4 separate regions of the Mus musculus genome follow, and regions 2, 3 and 4 are each linked to region 1. Evidence: chromatin contacts called from public HiChIP or PLAC-seq and promoter capture Hi-C data. All regions are on one chromosome and are shown on one strand. The core of a region is the stretch at or near the end of the contact, and the rest is flanking DNA. Distances in the headings are between cores, read along the strand shown. Region 1 holds the start of Cldn5 (claudin 5). Region 2 holds the start of Txnrd2 (thioredoxin reductase 2). Region 3 holds the start of Dgcr8 (DGCR8, microprocessor complex subunit). Region 4 overlaps Txnrd2 (thioredoxin reductase 2).

What was found. HiChIP or PLAC-seq counts read pairs in DNA pulled down with a chosen protein or histone mark. Capture Hi-C pulls out chosen DNA fragments and counts their contacts.
Region 2: a contact with region 1 is called in a promoter capture Hi-C map of adipose tissue. The contact joins the promoter of Txnrd2 here to the promoter of Cldn5 in region 1. A contact is called at or near these places in 3 of 39 promoter capture datasets (HPC-7-derived erythroid cells, cranial neural crest and hippocampal neurons), 2 of 484 Hi-C or Micro-C datasets (brain and uterus), 2 of 115 datasets of contacts at active chromatin or transcription factors (bone marrow-derived macrophages and embryonic forebrain) and 1 of 9 other capture datasets (adipose tissue).
Region 3: a promoter capture Hi-C map of adipose tissue shows a contact between it and region 1. The contact joins the promoter of Dgcr8 here to the promoter of Cldn5 in region 1. A contact is called at or near these places in 2 of 39 promoter capture datasets (cranial neural crest and fetal liver) and 1 of 9 other capture datasets (adipose tissue).
Region 4: an H3K4me3 HiChIP or PLAC-seq map of forebrain shows a contact between it and region 1, with 5 times the contacts expected there. The contact joins the enhancer-like site here to the promoter of Cldn5 in region 1. A contact is called at or near these places in 2 of 484 Hi-C or Micro-C datasets (both in the G1E-ER4 cell line), 5 of 115 datasets of contacts at active chromatin or transcription factors (T-cell acute lymphoblastic leukemia, embryonic hindbrain, embryonic stem cells and 2 more) and 2 of 9 other capture datasets (embryonic stem cells and liver).

Annotation. Positions count from the first base shown.
Region 1 is chr16:18,773,785-18,779,145 of GRCm38.p6, reverse strand. Cldn5 (claudin 5) reads right to left here and starts at 2,299. Exons shown (of 1, transcript NM_013805.4): 1 at 884-2,299. The coding sequence starts at 2,150. The coding sequence ends at 1,494.
Region 2 is chr16:18,422,344-18,427,674 of GRCm38.p6, reverse strand. It overlaps Txnrd2 (thioredoxin reductase 2), which reads right to left and starts at 1,258. Exons shown (of 18, transcript NM_013711.3): 1 at 1,116-1,258. The coding sequence starts at 1,230. It overlaps Comt (catechol-O-methyltransferase), which reads left to right and starts at 959. Exons shown (of 6, transcript NM_001111062.1): 1 at 959-1,319; 2 at 3,315-3,371. Gm15764 (a long non-coding RNA gene) reads right to left here. Exons shown (of 3, transcript XR_875942.3): 3 at 3,294-5,331.
Region 3 is chr16:18,287,312-18,292,638 of GRCm38.p6, reverse strand. It overlaps Dgcr8 (DGCR8, microprocessor complex subunit), which reads left to right and starts at 3,471. Exons shown (of 14, transcript NM_033324.2): 1 at 3,471-3,536.
Region 4 is chr16:18,448,792-18,453,538 of GRCm38.p6, reverse strand. All of the region lies in intron 8 of Txnrd2 (thioredoxin reductase 2), which reads right to left. Among named protein-coding and RNA genes, the nearest start is that of Comt, 24 kb to the right of the region's middle. Within about 2 kb of position 1,473, at least 44 of the 459 cell types and tissues checked have an H3K27ac peak or open chromatin away from gene starts, as enhancers often do. A contact at or near this core is called in T-cell acute lymphoblastic leukemia and forebrain, where this site is marked.

The DNA.
Region 1 (5,361 bases), core at 1,050-3,549:
CCAATTCCAGAATCTGCCCTGAATCTCTTACGCTCACATCCTTAGGTTTTAACCCCTTCCCCACCCTGAGGCACCTAGCCAGGCCTAAAAGACTGGGTACTGGATGTAGCCAGGGTTGGTAGCAGATGCCAAGCCTTCCTTCTGACTGGGCTTTGTATGCCTCTTTTTGCAGCCCCTTCCCGTATCCATTGTGCATTCCTGACTCTGGCCTTTTAGCCCAAAGAGAAACAATAAGCTTTCTTTGGCTGTTGGCTTTACTCGCTTTACCCTCCTGGGATCTTTTCCCAAGTCCTGGACCCTCTTTTCCCCCAGGATAGTAACACCCAAAATTCTCTGTCAACATAGGTGCATTATCAGCAGGATGGACACAAACCCTAGACCCTGTTTAGAGCCACACTAGCCAGAGGACTAGGACAAAGGGCTGCAATGGGCCCAGCTACCCTGGGCAAGTGCCTCTCCCATAGCAGCTGTTATGTACTGCAGTCAGCTGAAGACTGAACACATCACATCAGCCATGCACTGTGGCTCCCACACATGAGGGAAGTGCCTAGTCTAGCCGTGTGCCCTTGTCGGTGGCCACTTGATACTTGGAGCTGAGCAAGCACTGGGGGTAAAAGTGTTGGAGGTATTCCTGGGAGAAGCCAGCAACCTAGCTATCCACTCTCAGCATTTCCCATCACCCAAGTTGCCATTCCCATGATGCGAGTGAGACTCCAGCTGGATCCTCTCCTGGGCTCTGCCTCCCCTCCTGTATCCCAGCCTAACTCCAGCACTTGGCTGAGTTGAAAACTGGAGAAATCCCTGCAGGGAGTCTTTGAGGAGGGGTGGGTAGATGAATAGGGAGCTGGGCACAAGGAGTCTCTGGACAGAGGACAGGACACAGTTGAAAGTGTTCAAACCATTTACTGAGCAAATTCTTGCCCGGCCCACCCCCCAAGCCCCAAGCTTCCAGGAGGAAGGCAACCCCTCTAAGGCTCTGGTACCTACAGGGCCCCCACCTTGGGGGAGTGCTGGAGTGAGACCAGGTCCAGGCTAAGTCCTTTGGTTCAGTAGGTTCTTCTCCACTAACAAAGAAAATGCCCTTTTTAACACGTCCCTCTGGCAGCCCCGGGGTTTCTCCAGCTGCCCTTTCAGGTTAGCAGGTGCCACTGGACATTAAGGCAGCATCTAGTGCCCCCAGGATCTCAGTAGGAACTGTTCGCGGCAGTTTGGTGCCTACTTCACCGATGAAATCTGAGCGTTCCACCCACGTCGTGGCCAACTGCGCATAGAAGAAAAGGTCGGTCAAGTTCTTAAAAGTGCCTGTAGTCTGTTCTGAGCAGGGCCCGGCTAGTGATGGTCAACGGACTCTGAGAGCGGGCAAGTCTGGCCCGAACCCAGCATGACTTGCGCTGCGCAACCCAGCGGTGGTCGTCATCCACACACGGCTTCCCGCATCGGTCTTTCCCATCGCGGGCTTAGCTGCGGGAAGAGCCCCGCCATGCCTCCCGCCCTTAGACATAGTTCTTCTTGTCGTAATCGCCATTGGCCGTGGGCCGCCGCGGCGCAGAGTACTTGACCGGGAAGCTGAACTCAGGGCGCCCGGTGCAGACCCAGGCGCCGCAACACACGAGGCCGCCACCGCACATGAGCAGTGCGGAGGCCGCCCAGCCGATGTACAGCGCCGCGCCCAGCTCGTACTTCTGTGACACCGGCACCGTCGGATCATAGAACTCGCGGACAACGATGTTGGCGAACCAGCAGAGCGGCACGAGTGCCAGCAGCCCGCACACCGCGTAAAGCGCTCCTCCCGTGAGTGCTACCCGTGCCTTAACTGGGCCCGGGGCCACGCAGGTGGTGCACTGAGCGCCGGTCAAGGTAACAAAGAGTGCCACCAGCGCCAGCAGCACAGCGCCCACGGTGAGTGCCCGAGCTGCCTGCACCTCCGCACTCAGCGCCAGCACAGATTCATACACCTTGCACTGCATGTGCCCGGTACTCTGCACCACGCACGACATCCACAGCCCCTTCCAAGTCGTCTGCGCCGTCACGATGTTGTGGTCCAGGAAGGCAGTCACCTGCCACATGGGCAGCCCACACGCCAGGATCAAGCCCACCCATCCTACCAGACACAGCACCAGACCCAGAATTTCCAACGCTGCAGACCCCATGGCTAAAGACTGAATGCTCACCCGACGGCCCTTGGGGCCTCCGGGTGCTCTCTGCGCTGCTTAGGCTGGGAGCTGGGAATTGATTCTGGTGCCTCTGCTCTGGAGCCTCCAGTCCTGGAGCAGAAGAGGAGGTTTTAACTACACCAACTGGGTTCTGAAGTAACCTGTTGTCCTATTTGAAGTCTCGGGGGCGGACTCTGCCCCCAGGGCGCAGCCCCCCGAGTTAGCTCAACCAATCCATGAGCAGACCTTCGGCCCACAGCCAATCGCGGACCCCCTGACAGCTACAGTTACTGAAACCACGGGCGAGCAGGACTAGTCCTGCTCACCCGAACCGCACCCTGCAGAACCGCAGTCTGAGACCCTACCAGTTTCTGTCCTAGTAGGGGCTGATCTTGGCAGGTACACAGGAGATCTGTGCGCCCCTGTCTCCACTGTTAGCAGCATGACCCCTAACCTACACTCACCAGCTCCACCTGCTACATCCCGGATCATTCCAACTCCTCTCTGCAGACTGCTTGGCCTGGAGGTTCTCTGAGCCCCCGTGCACAGGTGAAACAAACCTCTACGCCCGCCGTTTTTCCCTTGGCACACCAAGCGGAGATGCTCGGCAAGCCTGTGTTGGGCTTGCCCTTAATTATAACCTCATTCATGATCCTACCCAACCACCGCCTACAGTTCTCACTCCTTCCCTGGAACCACTGGTCTGACACAAAGTGAACACTGCAAGGGCCTGTGCTCTCCTCTGGGATGCTGCGCAACCCCTGAGGGTTCTCCGACGTCCAGTCTTCTCCAGCAGATAGGCTGTGATCCTAACACAGCATACTGGAATCCTGGGACAGCAGAGACACGATGGGACATAGAAAGGCTATGCCTTGCCATCCTACAAATAGTTGTGGTGCTTTGCCACCCCAGCCCCCAGGCCACCCTCCGGAAGCCAACTTGGAGTTTCCTGGCCAGGAGGAAGAGCCCCCATCCTCGGTGGAGGAGGGAGCCGCGGGATTTCCGGGCATTCTTCTGCACAATGGCCCAGCCATTTCTTGAAAGGTCCACTGGGTTAGACACACTGGGTCCCTGAGGCTCAGGTGGGGGCACCAGGCCCCACAGCCCACAACCAAACTAGGGCGCCAGCCTCTTTCCAGTGAACACTCCTCCCTGCTCCCTTTGTTTCCAGCTAACCCTGGACTCCAGCTGGGCTTTGTTGTCTTCTGTTGTTGTTCTGTTTGGGGGTTTTGTTTTGTTGTTTCCTCTGCTCAAAAGAACTCAGGGCCTCTATAGGGAAAGGATGACATTGTTGAGGCCAGCCACAGATGTGGAGATTTTGGTAAATCTCTCCCTTTTATGGGTCCCTGCTTCCTTCTGGAGATGGCTCTGAGCTAGAGGTCTATGGGGCCAGGTCATTGCCTACTTCACCCTACAACAAACTGTTCTTAGAAGACGGCGGGAGAGCCTCACATACACACCCTTTCTTGTCCTCCCTGGTACCTCTTCCAGCTATCATATATTAACTGCTGCCTTCTATCTTCTAGAGACCCCTGCTTTTCTGCAGACCCTTCTCCCTGCTCAGTAGATGTAAACTCAAATCCTGCTCCCCCTGCTCCAGTCTGCAGAATTTTGTTTTGCCAGCCCCCTCCCTTCAAGCTCCCAGGCACCTTCCTGGAGCAACTACTGAACCCTCTTCAGATGACCCAACAAGGCTACTCCTGCAGGCCCTGGCCTGTAATCCTCTATGGCTCTCATTGCCCACTGGCAAAGAACTGGATCCTGGGAGCAGCCTAGACTAAGCTGGCTGTAAGTGACCAGGAAAATATTTACACACTTTATACTTCAACCAGATCCATCTTCCCTGGGCCTTGGAATGAGCCTTCCTGCTGTTCCTGTCTTGTCTTGCTGTTCTGCAGGACATGCTGATGCACACATCTGAGAATATCTCTCTACACGCAGGCCCCAGAAGGTCCAAGCCAGGATAGCTTTTGCCCGCTGGCTTTCCTACTAGTGTCCCGGGAATACGGGGATCTTCTGGGACACACATTTGTCCCAGACAAGAAGCAGCTTGCTGCTTTCAACTATTTGGGGCTACAAACAGCAGGACATGCTCCCTTCCTTCTGTCTGCCCTCCTACCCACCATTTCGGTACTGTCCCCAGCCTTGCACCCAGAATGGTCCGAGCAAGTTCACATACCTTTGGTAAATTCATAATTGCCAGTGGAACCTTAGATACCGTACTCTCCAGCATGCAGCGGGACCAGAACCACTCCAGAAATGGACAGCCAGGGCTGGCAATGCTTCCTCGATCCTCCTCAAAACTAAAGGTGGCCCAAGTGACCACCCCAGATCCTTCCTTGGGGATTTGTGTGTGTGTGTGTGTGTGTGTGTGTGTGTGTGTGTGTGTGTGTGCATTGGACACTGTCTCTCCCAGAGCACACAGCACAGGCCACTTAATAAACAAACTGCCAACAAAGTACCAGATAGGAAGGCAAAACCCAGCAGAGGGTTCTCTGAAAAGGTGGCAGCGCAGCAGGAGTCCAGGAAGAAGATCCCAAGGAGCAGTTGGAAATCTGAGTATAAGATGCTGGTGTACAGATGCACTTGGGCTAGGCAATGTAGCTCTGGGGTAGAGCACTGCTTAGCAAGTTCCATCACCAACACTACAAACTAAAACTAAGTAGATCACCCTAGAGGTGGGACACGGCTCACAGAGGATCTGACCTTGGAGCAGAAAGAGGTCAGCATAGCCAGAGTGCAGCAAAGGGCCAGGGCCAGGGAGTCTGGGGTGGTAGGGGGCTTGCCAGGCAGGCCACCTGCTCCTGCCCTGCTATTGTTCTGCTTTCCCAGGGGAAATGGCACAGGATCCTATTAATCCTGTGACAGAAAGGCCTGAGTCTGCAGAAAAGCAAAGTTTATCTCTAGCAGCTGCTGGCTGACCCTGCCCTGAGGGGATCCGTTGACCTTCCATGGCAATCTAAATTTAGGCTCCAGGTTCCTGGGGCTTGGATTTGAGGAGCTCTTAACAAACAGGCTTTATTTCAAAGGGAGTGAGGGAAGGAAACAAAAACAAAAACAAAAACCCCAGCCTTACTTCTATCTTTCAGTTTCTGGTCCAGGATGTCTTCCCCAAGTTCAGCAGACATTTACAGGTCAACAACATTCTTCTTGCCCAGAGCCATTTCTTGGTGGAAGACAAAAAGCCCAGGCTCTCACTGGCCCAACA
Region 2 (5,331 bases), core at 9-2,508, 350 kb after region 1:
GTGACTGCTTCCTGGTACTCTCCCAGGTTAGCTTCTGCCACTGAGCCACAAGGCCTCTGCCAACTTCCACTTGCAGTCGGTCTACCTGCCTTGGCCCTGTAGACCAAGGGCCAGCCATTGTACCTTTCATAGCACTGCCTCTGTGAAGAACCCTGGCCTGCCCTTGCTCCTCTCCCTCTATGCTCGCTCCCTGTGGACAGAATTGAGTTCTGTCACTCACATTCAGGGGGCAGTATTAAGGGTGGTCACCATGAAAAGACATAATGGAGACCACTCATGAAACTGATCATACCACTGGGAAACTCTGGGGGAACTTGGCCTATTGGGGGTAGTGGACCCATGTTGAGAGGTACCCAGTTTCCCCCTTTGAAATTAATTACTATCCTGATTTCAGCAATAACGCTTCCTGGTGCAAACAAGTTGTTTCTTCCCCTTCTCAAGAGCCCTGACAAGCACTGGGGCTTGGTTCCACAAACTTTCTAGTGTCTTCTCACTCCCCAAACACTAGGCAGGTCATGAAGGTGCATTTGGAAGCTGAGGAAGGAAGGGCCAACACCTCAAGGCTAACTCTAGCTGCACTGCCAACTGACCATCACTCAAAAAATCAAAATCAAGCCCAAAACAACAAACCAAGGTAGTTCATGACTGTAACCCCAGAAGGCCACGGTCGGTGGCAACTACCTAAGCAGTCTGTGGCCAGCTTGGCTACATGGGGGTGGGATTACGGACAAAAACAAAAAGAAAAAACTAGAACAATAAAAAGAGTTGCTGCACCTAGGAAGTTGTGTGCCAATGGGGTACCTGTGACCATCAGAGCCCTTGACATCATCCCATCACAGCCCTGACATCAGGGCTACGATTAATATTGGGGACACAAATCCCAGAAGACTGGGCTTGCTGCCACCACAGGAGGGCCTCAGGCAAGGCACCGCCAACGTTTTAGACACCTGGGGAAAAAGCAGCCCTGCTAGAAGCAGGTCCCCTCCTAATCAGAACCCTGGCCTGTGTGGGCACGCCCACGCGGACACGTTCCAGGACAGCCCCGCCACCGCGACCCCCTGTGGACACTCGCACAGGCACCCTCTCCGCGTGCACCGCCCACGACCCCACCCTACCTCCCGCTGCACTCGCCGCGCCCCTTGTCCCGCGTGTCAGAGCCCGTGTCCGCGGCCGGAAGCGCCTGCTGGGTCCACGCAGCGCCGCCACCATCGCCGCCACCATCGCCGCCATGGTCCGGGGACCTCAGGCGGTCAGGGCTGCCCTTCGCACTGCCTGAGCGTCCGCGCCTCGGGGTCAGACCTGTGCGCGGCCTTGACGAGGTGAGTGGTGCCCGCCCGGAGCTCGGACTCGGGATCAGAATCTGCATGCACCGAACTGGGACTAGGGTGAAGGGCCCGTACGTGGGAACTGGTTCTGACCTAGGAGAGCGCAAGCCGGCGCTGGGGAATGGGGACACATGTGAAGGGGGTCTGATCTTGGCTGGGGGGTCGCTGAAGGGAGGCAGGTGACCGAACTTGAGTATCAGTGCTGTGGTGGAAGATATGTCCTTCGGTGGGGCTGTGGAGTTGGGCTTAACCTGGATAGAATGTAGCACATCCAGGGCCTGGCCCATTATAAGAGGGTCCGACTTACTTAGTTGTTGGATTGGGATGCAAACCTTAGGGTCAAAGTTACAGGGCTCAGGGATGGTCAGTAGAGTTGGAAGCTGTTGAACAGGGGTTCTTGAGAGAGGCCTTAGGGTGCCCCCGGGTCACTCCTTGCAAAAGAAGTGCTACCCACCCCCACCCCCCCACTCCCAAAGGGACCCCTTGGAGCTCAGGAGCACTAGGGCAGGAGCACTACGGCAGGCTTTGGGTGTGTGCTAAAAAGAGAAAGTCTTCCAGCCAGGGACTTTTGGGGTCCTTGCTGGCCCTCCAAGCCTTGGGAGAACAGTGGGAGCTGCCACGACTTGTGGGAGCTTGTGGTGGGGTAGGGCCCTAGAGGACATCTTGTCACAGAGAAACAGCATCGCCCTAATAATTGGGACAGATTTTACCTAGGAGCTGTAGGGGACCGGCTGAGTCATCTCCATTTGAGCAGAGGTGACAAGTGGGTGTCTTCTGGGGAACAAAGGAGCACAGAATCCATGAAGGGAAGGGAAGAGAAGGGAAGGGTGCTTTATACAGGCTCTTCGTGGCTTTGCTGCTGGGCTAATTCCCATGATCCCACAGAAGCTACAGAGCTGCAGACACTTTGGGGTCTAAAGTTGCTCTAGGGATGCACCCGTGAGCTGTCAGAGATGAAGCTAAAGTTTATATTTTTAAAAGGAGCTTGGCTAAATGTGGCTAAGCCTCCAGTGTGTGCACCCAGTAGAGGATCCTTTTCCAGGAAGGGAGACGTCCTTCCTATTGAACAGAAGTCCATTTTCTGTTCCATGTGAGGGTCATTCTTAAGAAGACAATAGAAAAGTTGGTGTTAGCCACAAATCAGTCTTTTTTTTTTTTTTTTTTTTTTTTTTTTTGGTTTTTCGGGACAGGGTTTCTCTGTGTAGCCCTGGCTTCTTAGAACTCACTTTGTAGACCGGGCTGACCTTGAACTCAGAAATCTGCCTGCCTCCCAAGTGCTGGGATCAAAGGTGTGAGCCACCACCGACCGGCAACAAATCAGTCTTTGCACATTTCTAGATGCCAGGTGCGAGTGTCTTTAGATGGTTGATGAGGAGCAGCCTGGAGGCTTTACCAAGTTGTCCTCTGAGTGTAGGAGGCAGAAGTGTGTGAGCACACGGTTTCAGGCGTGATCATTTCCTGGAGCAGTGTGTGCACCCAGTAGAGGACTTTCCCTCGTGGCCCTTGTAACCGAGGCAGAAAGCTGTCCCCAGAGTATTTGGTGTGTTGAAATCTGACATTTCTGTCAGATTCTCCCTCAAGCTTTCCCAGATCGTAGTGGGATAGGATAGCCGCATCAAGCACTGTTCCCAGCAGGACCCAAAACCATCAGGCTTTTGTTCCAAAGGTCAAGAAATTAGGAAGGAGAAGAATTGTGAACAGTTTGGAGAGTTGTGGGCAGATATTAAAGCCAGATGTAGCATGTGGATATATTTACACGCAGCTTAAAAGATGAAGCAGTGTGTCAGCACGCACCTGTGGTCCCAGCCCTCAGGCAGAAGCGAGAGAAGCATGGATTTTAGGTCAGTGTGCTACATAGTGATTTTCAGGCCTGCCTGGGTTACAGACCCTGCCTTTGGAGACAGAGAAAAAAAACTAAAAACATCAGCACTGTTTTCTCCTTGCAAATGAAGATGTAAGATGGCCTTCTGATGTCCATATTTTTATTAGGGGATGAGAGAGTCCTACCACAGTGAAACTCAAAGTTACAGACATTCTGGCCCATAAGTAAGTACAAGTTTTATTGTTGCTTTCACTTTTTGAAGATTGTCTAAAACCCCCATCAGCCTCTCCCATGTTGGGATGATGTTCCTAAGCTACCGTGCCTGGCTCTATCTGTGTTTGTGTGTGTGAGTATGGGCGAGCGCCTACCATGATGCACATGTGGAGACCAGAGGACTACTGTGGATGTCTTTTCTCGCCTCCTCGTTGCTTGGAGCAGGCTCTTTTCTCTTGTTTACTTCTCCTTATGCTGTGGTAGCTGGCCCTCAAGCTCCTGGGGTTTTTCTTTCTCTACCTCTCATCTCATAGCACTGGGATTACAAACATGTATTACCATGTTTGGCTTTAAGTGGGTTTGGGGATCAGACCTGGGTGATCTTTCCAGCCCCAGCTGTTTTACCATCATTTGAATGCATTAGGAAAACACTATTCTTTCTCTAGGCAGTTTTAGCTTTACCAGCTGTATTGAAGTTTCTTGACTTTTAGCCAACACAAACTGACCCTGGAATAAGGGACTTTTTCCCCTTTTCCTCTTGAGTTTTTCTGACTTCAGAAGGAAAGAACAAAGGCTGGGGAATGTAGCTTCGTTGGTAGAGTGCTTGCTTGGTATGCATGAGGTCCTGGGCTCTATCACTAGCACTTCATTAAACTAGGCATAGTGGCATATGTCTGTATTTCCAGCACCCAAAAACTAAAGCAAGAGTATGATAAATTCAATGTCAACCTCTTCTCCAGAGCAAGTTTGAGAGTAGTGTGGGCTGCATGAAACCTTATCCCTCACCCCCCCACCTCCAAAATCAACAAAGCATGTAAGAAAACAGGATGAAACAGGTAAGTCATAAATCCTCAAAGATAGTGAAGAAGATCAGAATCTGAAATCGGGGCACGAGGAGGAGCAACGTCATGCTTGAGTTCTCAGCGTCTGGGAGGTAGAAACCGCAGGATCAGGAGTTTAAGGCCAGTCTTGGCTACATAGCAAGTCTAAGCCCAGCCAGGGATACATGAGACCCTGTCTTAATAGAAGAGGAAGGAGAAGAAAAAGGAAACCAAGAATCTAATGAGCTACCGTACTTCTCTGTTGAAACACAGAAAGTTACATCCCTTTCTGATAAACATAAAACAGCATTTTGACTTTTTGTACAGTGCTGTGATTGTACCCTGGGGTATACTAACCTCTGAGCTCCTGAGCACAGCCCAAGATTATTCCTGTTTAAAAAAGATTCTGCCAGGCGTGATGGCGCACGCCTTTAATCCCAGCACTTGGGAGGCAGAGGCAGGCGGATTTCTGAGTTTGAGGCCATCCTGGTCTACAGAGTGAGTTCCAGGACAGCCAGGACTACACAGAGAATCCCTGTCTCAAAAAACAAAACAAAACAAAACAAAACAAAACAAAACAAAACAAAAAAAACAAAAGGAAAGAAAGGAAGAAAGAAAGAAAAAGAAAGAAAGAAAGAAAGAAAGAAAGAAAGAAAGAAAGAAAGAAAGAGAAAAAGAAAAAGATTCTAAGCCCAGCGCGGGTGACATGTTCCTTTGATCCCAGGACTCGGGAGTCAAAGGCAGGCAGATCTCTGAGTTCAAGGCCAGACTGGCCAGAGTAAGTTCCAGAACAGCCAGAAATACACAGAGAAACCCTGTCTCAAAAAAACAAAACAAAACAAAACAAAACCACAAACAAAATTTAGGTCCTAGAGAGATGCATTAGGGTTAAGAGCAAATACTGCTTTTAGAGGTCTGTTTGTTAGGACCTATTTCAAGGGACTCGTGACTCTGTAACTCCAGCTCGAGGAGATTGGACACCCTCCTCTGGTCTCCATGAACACTCACACACAAATAGTCACACAGACATATAAATCAAAATAAAAAAGAATTGTAGCTGGACATACTTTTATTTCCAGCATTCAGGAAGCAAAAGCAGTCAAATCCTTGAGTTTAAGGCAGCCTCAGGAACGTTAGGATGCCTTGACCT
Region 3 (5,327 bases), core at 2,222-4,721, 490 kb after region 1:
TCTTGACATGACTCAGAGAACTCTGCAACCAATACTTTTAGCCCAGATTTTCCCACCAGAGAATATGACAATATCAGGTTTCTCTCTCATTTTCTTAAAATGCCCAAAGCAATCTTTTCTTTTGACATAGATTTTATTCCATTTGAGGATTATGAGAGAAGAGAGTGATGGAGGAGGATGAAGCTGGTGTTTTTCTTATAGAGGACATATGGGGCAGAGGGCCGAGAAGGACTTTTAGAATTTAAATTTTGACACCATCTCTAAAATTTTGCTAACATCCAGACCTTAAATATCTTGATTCTGAGAGTTTAAAATACTCTCATATTAACTTTATGTTGTTGACTTTGAGACAGGGTTTCTCTGTGTAGCCCTGGTTGTCCTGGAACTCATTGTGTAGACCAGGCTGGCCTCAAGATCCACCTGCTTCTGCCTCCTGAATAAAGGTGTGTGCCACCACTGCCCAGTTCATTTTTCTCTCTTTTTTATCTTAAATTTTTTTGAGACAGTGTCTCATTATGTAGCCTTGGCTGGCCTCAGACTCACAGAGATGTATCTGGACTCACAGAGATGTATCTGCTACATTGCTTGGCTTATTTCTTCTCTCTCTCTCTCTCTCTCTCTCTCTCTCTCAGGTTTATTTATTTATATAAGTACACTATAGCTGTCATCAGACACACCAAAGAGGGCATCAGATCCCATTACAGATGGTTGTGAGCTACCATGTGATTGCTGGGAATTGAATTCAGGACCTCTGGAAGAGCAGTCAGTGCTCTTAACCTCTGAGGCATCTCTCTAGCTCCTTTATTTCTACTCTTAAATGCATTTAAATTCCACTTAAAGCTGACTGCTCACTTATTATCTTTAGTTTTATTGCTTGGAGTTCTAGATTAGCATGCAGAAAAAAATCAGCAATACTGAATGATCCTCACTGAGGGAAATATAAAGCCAAGATATCTTTAGTCAGAATTCTATTTACAAATGCTTACAATTTGCACTATCTTAATTGTCAATCAGAAAATCAACTCTGGGGGCTAGGGAGATGGTTTCGATCATCTTACAGAGGACCCAGGTTCTGTTCTCAGTACCTACATGGTGGTTTGCAATCATTGCAATTCCAGTTCCAGGGGATTCAATTTCCTCTTCTGACTACTGTGGCCATCTAGTACACATACATATTTGTAGGCAAAAAATAGTAAGACTGACTGGAGTATCAAATAGTAGCTTTTTTCCCATATTTTCCCTCCTTCCTTGGATCTATTTCCCATTCTTGAAATCTAAAGCCTATCTGTGCTTGCTGGGAATCTGTATCTCCAAAAGTTTGGTGCTGACTTCAACATTCATTCCCATGTTAGTTCTTCCCAGTGTGCATTCAGCTTTTCCTAAAGGTTTGAAGATACTCAGGACTCTGATGGTTGTCAGGACAAATGGCTGTGGTTCCTAGCATACCAAAGCACCTCTAGGCCCCCAGGCTCACTCAGTACCTGTAGCTTCTCTCAGCTCTTTTCACCCCACCCCTAACCTAAATCTCTTCACCTCATGTCTTCCCTGGATTCCCTTAGCTTCTGATTCCTACAAAAACCTGCCATTTCTGCCATGGACTCTTTGACCTCTCCTCTCTTTGGCACTCCTTCCCTTGAAGGAACACCACCATATTCCAGGATCCCTTAATGCTTATCTGTAAGCACATAGACCTCTGTGCCTCCTACAGCTGGTGGCCTTTTCTTTTTTAAAGATTTATTTATTTTATTTATGAGTACACTGTAGCTGTTTTCAGACACACCAGAAGAGGGCATCAGATCCCACTACAGATGGTTGTGAGCCACCATGTGGTTACTGGGAATTGAACTCAGGACCTCTGGAAGAGCAGTCAGTGTTGAGCCATTTCTCCAGGCCAGGCCTTTCTTTTTTCTTTTCTTTCTTTCTTTCTTTTTTTTTTTTTTTTAAAGACAGGGTTTCTCTGGTAGCCCTGGCTGTCCTGGAACTCACTCTGTAGGACCAAGCTGGCTTCAAACTCAGAAATCCGCCTGCTTCTGCCTCCCAAGTGCTGGGATTAAAGGTGTGGGCCACCACTGACCGGCCATTTGCAATTTCTAAGAATTTTGGGGAGAAACTTTTCTATTTTGTTAAAATAGATACAATTGGGGCTGGAGAGATGGCTCAGTGGTTAAGAGCACCTACTACTCTTCCAGAGGTTCTGAGTTCAATTCCCAGCAACCACATGGTGGCTCACAACTATCTGTAATGGGATCTGATGCCCTCTTCAGTTGTGTCTGAAGAGAGCAATGGTGTACTAATATAAATAAAATATATCTTAAAAAAAAAAATAGATACAATCTCCCCAACCTTAGGGATATAACTCAGTGCTTTTAGCATTAACACAAGTGTGCTGAGACCGTGAGTTCTTCAACATGTTACCCTTTAGTCGTGTTTTTAGCATCCACTTTTCATGTCCAGCAGCAATTACTGAAGTGTTTGCCTAACGGCAGACAGTTTTCTATAAAATTTTTATTACACTTATTGACTTGAATCAGAACCTAAAGGAAAGCTAAACTATTTGAGGTTCTGGATAGTATAAATATAACTTATCCCCACCTTAGTCCCGGGCTTATAGCAATGAAGTAATGGTTTGTGGGTTCGGGATTTGAAGGGCTCAGGAACAGACCTGGCTAACTTCATTTTGTTTCTGAGTCACTTCTGTCCTAAAGAATTTTCCTAAGTCTCATACTGCTACCACGGGTGTCAGATGAGTCTGGAACTGCTTAAGTTTCTTTATGGTCTTTGGCACTGACACAAGTCTGCAAGGCCTACCTAAGGTCCACCCCAAACTAAAAGGACCCCCAATCGGCTCTGCTTCTCCTTCCTTTTTTGACACGGAGGATGCTGTAAGCACAGCGAACATTTTTAGTCATCAGATCTTTGTCCTTCCTGGTGTGATGATATTGCGAGTAAAACTCCTTTCCTATCCTCCGCATCGCGCATCTTATCCGTTGACTTTCTAGGATGGGTGTACCTCCAACATTGTCCTTGGGACGACCCAGAGCCGGAGGTCCATTGTCATTCGCAAACTCAAAAGTGACTATTGAGCTCAACAGAGGCCAGCTCATAGATGAGCTCCCAGCGTCCCTCGCACTCCCGCGCTCCCCGGCTCCCGGCAGCCTCTACGCGCCTCTCTCCCGGCGCGCCCCGCGGCCGCAACTCAGCCCCACCCGGAGCGACAGCCGTTAGAAGTGCCAGGCTTGCGGCTGGTCCCGCCCATCCCGGTCTCCATAGCGCCTCGCAATTGGGCCGCGCGCGCCTCGCGCTGCCGATTGGCGGCCGCCTCAGCCCGCTCCCGGCTCCCCCAATGCGCGGAGGCCGTGCGCCGTGATTGGTAGCCCTCCGCCAAGGCCCGCCTTCCGCTCGCCCGCGCGGCAGCGGGTCTCAAGAGCCGAGCGCTTTGCAAGGGCCTTCGCGGGTTGTGGCGGCGCCGGGGTCGGTGAGGGTCGACCGGCTGTGGTCGGGCTGCGGGCGGCTCGGGCAGGTCGCGGGCGCCACAGGTAGGTGCGGGGCGCGATGGGCGCCCCGCGGGCGGCGGGCGCTGCGGCCTGGAGAGGCTGCGCCCTTTCCTTCCCTCCTTCCACCCCCACCCCTCCCGGGCGAGGCCACAGGCCGGGGCTCGGGGCGGGGCGCGGCGCGCTAGGCGGGCTGGGCCACGCGGAGTCGCGGCCTTTGTGCAGTGGGGGCCGGGCCCGGAGCCCAGGCATCATGAACGTAGGGTGCTGTCTGCCTGGTAACGAAGCCCCCTGGGCGGTGGGCCCGAAGCCATTGCCTCGCCTTCTGGCGGGAGAGGTGTGGGCAGGGACACCTCAACGCCCCGAACTCCGCCTGTTTTGTTTGGAAAAAGCCAAGAAACCGCCCAAGTCTCCACCAAATTACCCGTGGATGAAGTGTCATGTAGCTTATCAGAATGTGGTTTTACAGTAACAATGAACGTTGTAGAAATAAATGGCAAGTGGCAACCTGTTGACAGCGATACATGTCAAGTAGTATCATCCAGTGGATTTGGGTTGCTGATGGTAGGAATTTGATTTGCCATCTTGCATGCTTGCATGTACCTTATTGCCAGATGCAGAGATGTCCTGTGTTGGGTTGTTGACTCTTGTATGCCAATCACTATTAGGGTGCCCACTCTCTGCTGGCTCAAACTAGACTCCCAGCCTTGGAAGTGGCTCAGTTCCCACTGTAATCCATCACTAACCGAAGATAGTGAAAGGCTGGCCCAGCTAGTGTGGCCTTTCAGTTTAGAATAGGATTTGCGGGGTGACAAAGGAATTGATGAGGTCATACTGCCTTTGGGTTGAGCGGGAGGCTGCAGCTGTAGCACTGGCCATCCGTTCAGCAAGTAGGAGTTGTTCACATGTTTTGGGTAAGCCCTGTGCCAGGGTCCAGGGGAGCCAGCAGTGGGTCTGACTTGCTCACAGTCTAATTGGCAAATCAAAATCTGCATCCATAGGTCCAGTCAGCTGAAGAATAGTGAGGTTTACAGGCAGGAGGGCTACCCTTTGAGCTGTGTTGCCAAACATGTGGAGCAGGCAGTTCACAGTGGCTGTCTGAATTTTACCTTGTGAGAAACATGATTTTGACTGGTTTGCCCAGTTTGGCCTTCTCTTGTCATCATTCCCCTCCCATGTGATCCTATGTACTTTTCACATCAGTTTCCTTTGACATCTTCCATGACTCCCATCTCCAGTACTGTCTGTCCTCCCTTCTGATCTCCAATCTCCTGCTTCTAGTTGTCTATTCCACTTTAACACCAAATAGGTTGATTCACTCCAAGAGATAACCACAGTCCGTGCCAGAACAATCCTTATGCCTGTCTAAAGTCACCTTGGTGCCTCTCATAGGCCTGCATGTATCTCCTAAGAAGCCTTGCCACCTGTTTACAACACCAGACCATTTCCCAGAAACTGTAACCTAAAGTCCCTGTCCAAGCTATCTGGTGAGCTTTTAAACTCTTCTAATTTGATCCCTACTCTTACTCTCTTAGGTTTTCTGGACACAGAGTGATTCATTAAATTGTAAGGTGTTATAAAACTGAGGTAGTGCAGACTTAGGCCTGCTTGTTTGAGTGGCAAAGCAGCTGTACCACTTCCTAGCTTTGTAACCTTGAGCAAATTGTTTAACCTTTCTGTCAGAGTACTGAGTGAATTGCATAAAATCCTTAGAGCAGGACCTGTGTGAGGTTTAGCTGCCATTGTTACCCATGGATCAGTGATACCACTGTTTTGATCCCTTCTGTGCAGTATCCTGCTACTCAAGATAAAAATGTAAAAAACTGAATACTTGTT
Region 4 (4,747 bases), core at 224-2,723, 320 kb after region 1:
CTATGAAATACAACACGACAAACAGTGCGATTGGACCAGCAAATTGCCTGGTGCTGAAGGTGCATGGGCAGTGATAAGTAACACCTGGCTTGGGAGAAGCCGAGGCAGCGCCAGACCCCAGGGAACACGTTGAGAGATGTCCCTCAGAAGCAGAGTTTCTTTCTGACCACAGGTGAGCCTTGTCTTAGGCTCCTCAGAACCTCTTGAGCCAGGATGGAAGCAGGGATGTCCCAGGACACCAAGAGGAACAGAATGGGGACAGAGGCTTATGGGAAGCAGCAGCTATGACCAGAGCCCATGACTATCTGCTCAACCCCACAACACGTGGGCCCAAGACTGAGAGATCATTCCCCTGCCTCCCTGCCAGAGCCAGGACATGACACTGTGACCCACCAGAAACAGTCATTTTAATGCTCTCATGACCAGCTCCATACTCCACATACATATACATGCATTCACACATACATGCACATATGTGTACACATACAGGAACATGCAAACATGAAAAGCCCTTTGCACGCACATACACATTATAAACACACTGGCATAGACAGTCACACACCTGCCCACATCCTCTCATATGCACACCCATGCAAACACACAGGCACATATGTGCACACTCATGCAAAAGGACTGGGGAAAAGAGGATTCCCAGCCAGGGCGGCTGCACGTGGGTGGGCTCGTCAGATCACCCCTTCAGTCTTTGAACAAGAGCAGGTGATGTAAGGATGGATAAGCCTGATGTCAGTACTAATCCTGGCAAGTACTAATGATATAATTCCATTTCAAAAAGCGGCGGATCCCTCAGAATACTTGTGCAGGTGCCCTGCGGGAACCATCTGGCATGCGGCTCTGCACAGAAGCTGGGGACAGAACCACACTTACTGGCTGAGTACAAGATGGCCCCAGCTGGTCATATAACCCCACTCAGCATGTTATGACTATGGACAGGGGATCCTGGGATCCCCAGCAGGCCGGGAGAACAGAGGTGCTTTCCAGGCCCCTGGAAACACCCCATGCACACGCCCACACAGGAGAGATGCTTTCTAAAGTACAAAGCCTAACACTTTTGCATCTGATGTATACAGTGAGAGCTCTGAGCCACTTAAGATAGGAAACTACGAGTCACTTGAGCTGCAAACAGAATTGAGCTGCTTTGATCATCCTGCCTCACCTGTAGTAAGATGGTAAGAAAGTCTGTGGGCATCGAACAATCAGTGCCTCTGCTCTCAACTCCTTAAAGAGCAGTGCCCAGCTCACACCTCCCAACAAACTATCCTGATCCAGTGGGGCAACATCAGTGTAGCCCTTCTGTTGATGGCTGGGCCTATCATCTCAAACTCCCTTCAGACTCTCTCCAAGCCAGCTGTAGCCCCCAACCCCATTTCTAGGCCCTCCTACCACATGGCTGAGCATGAAGCAAGCAGACTCCTGGATCCGATTCTTCTGTTTCTGCAGTCCACGTGTGCCTCCCAGCCTCCCACAGAGCAGGCTGGGTGTAGGAGATGGGTGGGCGGGCAGCCAGGGATCACCATCTGTTCTAGCACAGCGCCATGAGCACCACGGACCTCCTCCTGAGGTGGCCCCATAGCAGGAGGTGGGGTACCATTTCCCAGGTGCCCCCAGCCCTCAGGCTACCAAGTCCAAATTGCCAACTCCAGAGCACACACAGGAAAGGCAGACACCCACAGGCAGGCACATTCCTGGGGGTGGGGGAGTCTTGAGAGTATGCACTGAGATCTCTACGAAAGCTGGCATCGTGGTTGAATGGACAGTGACCTTGGGCCATTTGTTTTATGAGCTATGATGACAGTCAGCATTGGTTTTCTTACCCCACCTCTCCCTCTAATTGACCAATTAATGGGAATGTTTATTCTTTGAAAGATGAACACAAGAACTCGGAGGACTGAAGTTCTAGGAATGGCCACATATGTCAATAATCCCAGCACTCGGGAAATGAGGTAGGAGGATCATAAACTCAAGGCCAACTTGAGCTACACAGTGAGGTGTGAAGCCAGCCTGGACCTTGTCTTTAAAAAAAAAAAAAGACACTGAAACAAAAGCCATGAAGCTTCCAGATCTGAGTCAGTTCCCTAAGAGAGGCTGGCAGCTGTAGGTGGCTTCTACTGCCATGCGCATCCAGGACCAGCTACAAAGGCACAGTGACCAGTGCACATGCAGCCTGGGAGGCAGCAGAGGTGACAGTCTGGAAGGTGGTTTGGAACCCTGGGACTTAACACTACATTTAAAAACCAGAGCCCAGATCTTTGCTCACCCAGTAGTCACTATCCTACACCCTGGCAGCCTTGAACCCCATCTGCGTGTGTGTGTGTGTGGTGTCTCTGTGTCTCTTAGTGCCAGCATTCTCCATGGATGCATGACTACCATGAGATTAGTCTAATCACAGGGTGGCTTGCTTGTCAGAACTGAAAGCAGGAGGAAGCAGACACAAGGGCATTAACACAGACCTGTGAAGCTAGGCTTACAGTCTGCCTCTCAGCCTGCAGGACCCTAATCTTCTCTCCAGGAGGCACACCCACACAAGTGACAGTCTCACAAGAGCACCTGGCTTCTTGGAAGTACTACCAGTCCAGGAAGTGCCAGTCAAACCTGCAGAGCTCCAGTCACCCCACGAAAGCAGCACTTGAGAGGAGATGCCACAATCCTGCATCCTGGTGGAGCGGGCTCCAGATCTGCCTTGACACGACCTGCCAGCAGCACCCAACCCTTGGGGGTCTACCCCCCCCCCCAAGCCCTGAGTAGTGGAAGCTACCAGAGGCCCTTGCCCCACACAGGCAAACGAGCAGAAAAGCTGAGAATCAAGTCCTAGGCTGATAGCTGCTCTACCTTCTGCTACACCGGACTCCTCACACGAAATAGAAACAGAAGCCAAGCAGAAAATGAGAATACTATGCAGCCATGACTCTTCTAGATAAAATGTGCCTTCCTATCTCCTGTGCTTAGGATAGGAGAAAAATGGACACAATACCTTGGCCAGCTTCCTGACTTTATGAGGGTCAGAGCAGAGCTACTTCCATGACCAACTCTGATGACAGCATTGAATCAGCCTACTATAAAAACACTCTAGTGGGGCATGCTGACTCACACGTGTAGTCACAGCACGCGGTAAAGTGAGACGGGATGGGGTGGGGTCGTCACGCCATTGAGGCTGTCTTGGGCAGCACAGTAGGTTCCAGACTAGCCTGCACTAGAGACCCTGTCTCCAAACACAAACCACTATCTCAGCTTCATAGTGCCCAGAGACACAAAGCCTCAGGCTGGCAAGGGCACATGGGAGTGGACAGTCATGGGCAGTGTGGCGTGTATGAATGGGACGAACAGCAGTGGGAGAGGTTGGCCCCAAGCGCTGTAAGCCTTTTGGGGGCCTGAAGCAATGTGAAGGAACATCAGGAAGAAGTACCTGGGGACAGCAACTCAGCCCCTGGGTCTCAGGCCCCGCGTGGGAGAAGCCACTGAGCCAGGGCTCACTCATTCGCTGCAGTACCCTCACCATCTTGGTTACCAGCAGAAACAGTGAGCCTAGCAACAGCACCCACTGAGCAGCCTGATGGAGGCAACAGGATGTGGAATAGGGTGACTGGAACCCTGGTTCATGGTTTGGGTATCTAGGAGTACAGAAGAGGGGTCAAGAATGCTGGGCCTTAGCTGGGCGTGGTGGCGCACGTCTTTAATCCCAGCACTTGGGAGGCAGAGGCAGGCAGATTTCTGAGTTCGAGGCCAGCCTGGTCTACAGAGTGAGTTCCAGGACAGCCAGGGCTACACAGAGAAGCAGAGAAACCCTGTCTCAAAAAACCAAAAAAAAAAAAACAAAACAAAACAAAACCAAAAACCAAAAAACAAAACAATGCTGGGCCTGGTCAGTTGGGAGTCAGGCTTGAAAATCAGTAGAGTACAGGGGCTTCCTGGGGATGTGGGGGTGCAGAGAGACAGCCTGATCTACAAGGTTAGAGGCAGACTTTCTGGAGGTATGGAGGTACAGGAAGACAGCCTGAGACATACCTGGTTCAAGCCCATGAATCCCAATGCCAAGTCCAACCTCCCTAAAGCAGAGCTAAGGAGCAAGCTCATCTTTTCAGCTTCATCTTCCCATTGCCAGGGCCTTGCTGTATCAGTGGAACAGATTTCCCACCGGGCACCAGTCACCTTCCACACCCGCACTGGCTGTGGTGCCCGCCACAGTACCCACTGTCTCACCACCAGCTTTCCCCAAAGGGGCCCTGTGTCCTGGCCTCCCTCCTCCAACCTGTTCTGGATGTTGACAGTCAAAGAGCAACTGAAAAGGCAGGCCGGGCACACACTGGTGGCTGGGTGACCAAGACTGGGCAGGTGACAACTTGCAGTCCTACCCTTGGCCCCATACTGCTCAGCCTCAGCACTCTAAGATAAGACAAGGAGTCTGAAGCCACCTCTGCAAGCTCAGGGGTTGTCACTATGAAGTCACTAACACCCTGGTTCTAGCCAGGTGCTCTATCAGCTGACAGGTGTGGCCAGCTTGGCCAGCACCCAGCTGCAGGGTGAAGGTTATCACTTAACCATGTCTCCTATAGACAGGACTCGGACATAAGTGCCTCATCTCTGCCATCTGGCCAGCCCTGGGTTCTCTGAGACCCAGATGTCATCTACGGAGGAAAGGGACCCCTCATTTGATGCTCAGGGACAAAGGCAGTGCAAGGTAATCCTGGGAGCCCAGACAGGTATAGATAGTCACCAGGCTGAGTTCAGCTTC